2 separate regions of the Mus musculus genome follow, and region 2 is linked to region 1. The links are chromatin contacts, called in public promoter capture Hi-C maps. All regions are on one chromosome and are shown on one strand. Each heading gives the region's core, a stretch centred on a gene start, on an enhancer-like site or on the middle of the called end of the contact. The rest is flanking DNA. Distances are from core to core; before and after follow the strand shown. Region 1 holds the start of Nup160 (nucleoporin 160). Region 2 holds the start of Harbi1 (harbinger transposase derived 1).

What was found. Promoter capture Hi-C pulls out the DNA fragments that hold promoters and counts their contacts.
Region 2: a contact with region 1 is called in a promoter capture Hi-C map of pre-B cells, with 4 times the contacts expected there. The contact joins the promoter of Harbi1 here to the promoter of Nup160 in region 1. A contact is called at or near these places in 2 of 39 promoter capture datasets (erythroid cells and pre-B cells).

Annotation. Positions count from the first base shown.
Region 1 is chr2:90,675,733-90,679,040 of GRCm38.p6, forward strand. It overlaps Nup160 (nucleoporin 160), which reads left to right and starts at 1,483. Exons shown (of 37, transcript NM_021512.2): 1 at 1,483-1,738; 2 at 3,282-3,308.
Region 2 is chr2:91,709,284-91,712,591 of GRCm38.p6, forward strand. It overlaps Harbi1 (harbinger transposase derived 1), which reads left to right and starts at 1,569. Exons shown (of 3, transcript NM_178724.5): 1 at 1,569-1,968; 2 at 2,797-3,308. The coding sequence starts at 2,913. Atg13 (autophagy related 13) reads right to left here and starts at 1,309. Exons shown (of 17, transcript NM_001355419.1): 1 at 964-1,309.

The DNA.
Region 1 (3,308 bases), core at 233-2,732:
AAAAGCAGAAAACTTGAAATTTTTGTAGTGTTTAAAGATATTTTAGTTGGGTGGTGGAGAAACACCTTTAATCCAGCACTCGGGAGGCAGCAGGCAGGTGGATTTCTGAGTTCGAGGCCAGCCTGGTCTACTGAGGGAGTTACAGAACAGCCAGGGCTACACAGAGAAACCCTGTCTCGAAACACAAGAAAGACAAGGTATCTGGCTGCTTAGCCTATTTTGGGGGATCATTATAACCCAGTGCCCAACATGCAATCAAGACTGAAAAAATAAGTGTGGGACAAACCAATATGCTTCCAGGAACTGGAAAGCTACTTACTATGATTAATAGAACAGCATGAAGATAAAAACCAATATTTAAAAATCTAGAGAAATAGAAAAAAATAATAAGCCCTTTGCACTGTGGCTAGATCTCAAGTCATTGCTATTATCACTTTTGAAAGTCACTGGCCAAATGACAGGAAACCACATTCCTGGAACCCCCGAAATAAAGTAATTACATTGAAAGTGCTCACTGAAAAATAACACTAATTTCCACTGAAAGAAATTATTCCACTGAATAATTCAATAATTTCCATCGAATTACCACCCAAAAAAAGTCACTAAGTTCGGGCAATGTAAAGTGTTACTGTTAACTTACTGCAATTCACCTTGAATTTACTGTAACATGAACCAAAGGTCAAAGACAGCTTGAAGCTTGGAAAACATCACATCTCAAGTTCTATTCAGCCATAAACAAGAAGAAAATCATATCGTTTGAATGAAAATGGTTACGTTGGGGATCATCATTATTATTAATAAAGGAAGGCACAAAAATGCAAAATCTAGATTTAAATATATGTATACATGACATAAAAGGGGAGGGGAGGACTATTATTTGGGAAGAGGAAGGGGAACAGTAAGAGGGAAAGGGAGGACAAGATTTGCTAACAGGTGAATGTGAACAAAGTAGGCTAAAGTACATGTATGAAAATGTCATATGATGTCCATCATTTGTAAAATGAATAATAACATTAATAAAAAAGCAAACACACACTCTAATAAAATCTTCTGCCTACGTCTGTGAGACAGGGTTTGATGTAACCTAGGCAGGCCTCACACTTACTATGTTGCTGAGACTAGCCTAGAATGCCTCCACCCTCCAAGCACCCAGGATGACAGGTGTGGGCCACTATTCCCAGCTTCATCATGGACCCCCCATCACCCTCCTTTGCCCTTCTTCCCAACTAGTTCCTCTTCCACTTTCATGTCTTTTCTATCTGTGACCCACTGGGTTTAATTAGAGTTGCTTGAATGAGCATGGGAGGGAGTCTTATTTATAGGAGCACCGGCAACTAACCAGCAAATACACCACTGGAGAAAATTACTCCTCCCTCACAGCAGCCACTGACTTTACCTACGGCTCCTCGGGGAGCGATGGGGCCTCAAAGTCCAACCCCCACCACGGAATGTTGACAGGCCCTGTCTTTTGTGTAGGTAACCACAGTTATGATCTCACGAGAGCAGCCACCATGCTGTGTCCAGGAGGCAGTGTCGTTACAGCACACCTTCCCGTTCATCTTGCATTCTTTCTGCCTTGATAGAGATTTTGAATATGTGGGGGAAATGACACTAACAACAAGTTCCCCAAAACATATCTCATTCACCTAGACCAGGCTGGCCTTAAATTCAGAGATCTACCTGCATTTGCCTCCTGTGTGCTGGGGTTCAAGATGTGTGCCACCAAGCCGCACAACAGGTAATCTTTTAAAAAAATATTTTTTAAATTGTGTGTGTGTGTGTGTGTGTGTGTGTGTGTGTGTGTGAGCTTCCCTCTCAAAAAAAAAGTCTCTGAAGCAGAGATTTACACACAGGAAGGAGCACACAGTGTGCTCACAGAACAGCATTGCTAGGGGAGTGAAGAAAGCAGGATTAGGCAGAGAAAACTGAACTGAAATTGACCAGGATGGACCTAGATGGAAGCAAGGGACCAGGACCTTAGGCTTCATCTTGATCCACTGAGATGCATCCACTGAGTGCAGACATAACTCCCTTTTTGCCAAGTACAGAAGGACAGGGGTTAGCAGGGCTCTAGGGGAGACTTTATCTTAGTGAGATTTAGAGGAGTAATTTAGTAAAAATGGAAAAATTAAAGATGCTAAAATGAGGAATAGACCGAAGGTCAAGGTAGGGAGGGTGTCTCTCTATAAGTTCAGACACAGTTCAATGTACAGAAACAGAAGCATAAGGCTATAATTGCTGGTAGGAAAATATGGTTGCAGGGCAAGTTGTCTTCTTTTGTGAGGAATGGGGACGTCAAGACAGTTTCTGTTGCCCTGGTTGTCCTGGAACTCACTCTGTAATGCAGGCTGGCCTTTAACTCACAGAAACCCACCTACCTCTGCCTCCTGAGTGCTGGGATTAAAAGCTGCTTTTTGTTTGATTTGAGCCAGGGTTTTAGGCAGCCTCAGGCTGGCCTTGATCTTGACATAAATTGGAGGATAATCTTGAACTCCTGATCTACTTGCTTCCAAAAGCTGCTGTCAGTGTGCCACTATGCCCACTCGGCCGACTTCAGAGTAAGCTAAGAATGAGTGGGGGTGAGGGCTGGAGACATGGCTCAGCGGTTAAGAGCACCGACTGCTCTTCCCAAGGTCCTGAGTTCAAATCCCAGCAACCACATGGTGGCTCACAACCATCCGTAATGAAATCTAGCGCCCTCTTCTGGTGCATCTGAAGAGAGGTGTGGGCAGTGACAATCACGAAATAGTCATTAAGGCAATAAATGGTCAAGGGAAATGCAATTGCTGGGGCAGAATTATGGAACTTCGCAATGTTGTGATTCTGATGGAGTTGCCAACGAACATGTTCAGCTGTAAGCCTGAAGTTGTAGTTTAATTTATTTACTCATTCATTTACAAAGTCTCACTATGTAGCCCCAAACTGGCTCTGAATGATCAATCTTCAACCTCCAGAGAATACTGACCGATCCCAGAAAGAAATTCACAAACAATTCCTTGCACGTTTGCAAACTGTACTGTATTTTCGATAACTTCAAGAAGGTTGGGGCATTAATATTTAATTCAACGCATCCGACCCGTGTCGCTCAGAGTGGCAAGTGTCTGTAATCCTAGTACTCCGGAGGCTGGGGCGGGAGGATCAGAGTTCGAGGCCAACCTGAGCTGACATCTCAACACATACATGTGTATGCGGGTGTGTAAAGAAAAAGTTTCGCAAAAATGCCAACACAAAGAATCCCTCCTTCCTTTTACTTTTCCTCCTTGTTTCGCTGAACGATGAAGAGGCTGGATAACAACTTACACGCCAAC
Region 2 (3,308 bases), core at 319-2,818, 1.0 Mb after region 1:
ATATAGCTCTGTAGTAGACTGAGCAGAGTGATAGGTTAAACCTCAAGTAAGAACACGTATGTGTTTGTGTATAGATATATAATTATTGTATACATATAAACATATACATATAAATAAATTTATACATATTTCATTAGGAGAATTTCAAAACTAGACATGATGGTATATGCTAGATAATCTCAACACTTACGATGCCGGGAAAGGAGGATCAGTAACTCAAGGCAAACAAACCCTGGCTGCATAGGTGAACCCTGTTTCCAACTATCCCAACCTAGGCCTGTGACAGCCTGCGTCGGTATTCTCAGCTCCTCAGGAGGCTGAGTGAAGAAGATAACTGAAGCACAGGAGTTTAAGGCCAACCTGGGCTACGGGCTACCACCGAAGTGGGGAGGGGGGAGCCAACAAAGGAATGTTACCTTGAGGATAGATTGAGCAGATTAACTAGGAAAAAAGTGAATGAGAGATTTACAACCCAAGAAGGTGCTTAGCCACTTAATTCAGAGATTTAATGAGAATAGGTTTTCGCAGGTTATTCCACTGCCAGTAAGAACATAGTCCCCTTTTTCACTAGTCAAGTCACCCTCACTTACAGGAGGACTTCATACTTGGCATTAAAAATTTTTTTTGATTGACTGAAAACTTACCTAACCTACCTTGATACCCAACACCGGAGTTACGGCCCTACAAATGTTCTCCAATAGATCTTTTTGACATAACTCAAAGAGACAATAAAGTAGCAAGAAAATTTCGGGGGATGTCTGTAACGGTTGGGACGCCTCAAGAGCCAACAGGGTCTACACCAACCCAACTTCTCGTAGAAAACATAATCAGGGGATTATGGAACTGAACCTCGGTTGCTTGGCTTGGGCGTCCCCAAGGTGGTGGCCAAGGGAACACAGATCAGTGACCTCCCACTCGGGGGCGCTGAAAGATCCGGGGGTTATTACCCTCAAAAGTGAGTACCTGCGAAGCTACGGCACAGAGAGTGGCTCCGGGCTCTCATTCCGGAGGCCGGGGCCTGGGGCCGGCCAACTGCACCTCCCAGCAGAGGGTTCCGCGCTCCCGGGCGGTAGTGACAGCACAGGTCGCAGAGAGATATCTCACGCTAACGAGGCTCCGGGATCCCAGAACTGAAAAAGCTGTCGGACTGGTGTGGACTGGTTTTTCTCAGAGCTTCCCCTTCACACGTCAAACGATCTCTCCCGCCCTAAGCCAGCAACCAGTCGCTGCCCGGCGCCGCCATCCTTAGTGTTTGTTTTCATCCGCTTCAGTGCAGGCGGTGGGGAGGTAGAGCGCTACGGAGGAAATGCAGCTGCCTAAATTCAGCTGCACTTTCGCTACACCACAAACGACCTATTTAATATTTCTGTACATCAGAGTCTTCAAGAAAGGCGGCTTATTTCCAGAAATAAATCATATGATTAATTTTAAAGCCTTTTAGGAGAAAAAAAAGGGTTTGGGAAGGAATTTAGGGAGTTGGAGACTGGGCTTCGTGTAGAATGTACGGAAGCGAAGCGCAGGCCGCGGTGGCCGAGGTGCTGATGACGCGGCGTGGGGCGGGCGCTGACGCGGAAGGGGAGGTGCGGCTGTTGCGCACCGTGGCGGCTTGTGTGCGGCCGTGGGTTCCGGAGGCGGGCCTTCTTCGGCCCCGAGGGTGGAGAGTGCTCCGGTTAATCCGGTAGCTACGGAAAGGTGGCGATCAGCGTTCGGTTATTCTGGGTCGAGCAGCCAGACTTTGGTTATCTTACTATTTTTGAGACAAGGTCTCGCTGTGTAACTCAGGTTAGCTTTGAACGTAATGTAGCTCCAGCAGGCATGGAGCACGCGGCGATGCTACCCAGTTTCCAGAATGCTAACATTACAGGCTGGACCAGCCTTAGGAGCTTTTTGTTTTGTTTTACTTTGTTTTGACTGGTGCTCGTAGTCCACGCTTGCCTCGCACATGATCTTCTGGTCTACACTTCCCAAGTACAGTGAGCCCATTCCTGGCTGGGGCATCTTTACTTACACGGCTTTTAAAGGAATAAACTTTTTAAATACATTTATGTTTTGGAGGCGGGCGTGATGTGGCAAGGGTGTTGGACGATTCTTTCTTTCCACCATATGGATCTCAGATAGCCAACTAATTTATTTCACCAGGCTTCACAGGCAAACCCTGTGCCCTCGGAGCCATCTTTGTCCCTTAATACTGTTTTGAAAGCGGGTTGAAAAGTGGCCTCGGTGTTCCAGACCTACCTGGTTCACTTAGCTTTTTCCTCCTTTCCTTCCTTTTATACTCTTCCTTCCTTTCTAGCCTAAAGCTTCGGGATTTGGGTCTCTTGAGATGAAGGGAAAGCCTGTTACAGCAGACAGTGTAGGTCCCCAGGCAGGGCCACAGACTGTCTTTCTTCCTTTCTCCCCCCCCCCCACCCCCCCTTTGTTCTACATCTCTAGTTGGACTGGTTTGAGCACTCCCTCATCTGTGGAGCCATAGGGCTTTGCAAAACAAACCTCTGAGTAACCCTTAAGGTGTTTTCAACTTGTCAGCTGTCTCCTGGTTGCCACAGACCTCTTTTACCTTGTAAATTGTTTGTTCTCATGTGTTGTTCTCAGTTGAAATGCCAGGCAGTAGATGAGCCACTGGGATTGAACTCTTATTGTCTGCAAATTAGATCAAGTTTGTCATACAATAGTGAGTCAGTGGAGATAAATCTAGAGTTAACAAGTGAATGGCTGAAAAAGGTGTAGGTTTTGAGTCATTTGGTATGGTTTGGATCACGTTTCTAATTATTTTTTTCTTTTAATTAACATTTACAGAAAGAAGATTATAAATGTCAGAGCCATTTAACTGATGGTTAGCTGTTGAATTCTGATACTTACTGCGCTGGGAAAAATTCGGGAAAAGCAGATAGAAGAGGACCTCCACATTAGCAATGGCTATTCCAATAACAGTGCTTGACTGTGATCTCTTGCTGTATGGCCGAGGTCACCGGACCTTGGACCGTTTTAAGCTGGATGATGTGACTGACGAATACTTGATGTCCATGTATGGATTCCCCCGACAATTCATATACTTCTTAGTGGAACTCTTGGGGGCAAGCCTTTCTCGGCCTACTCAGAGATCTAGGGCTATTAGCCCTGAGACACAGATCCTGGCAGCATTAGGGTTTTATACCTCAGGGTCCTTCCAGACTCGGATGGGAGATGCAATTGGAATTAGCCAGGCCTCTATGAGTCGCTGCGTTGCAAATGTCACTGAAGCCCTTGTGGAACGGGCCTCACAGTTTATTCACTTTCCAGTTGATGAAGCTGCCGTACAGTCTCTAAAG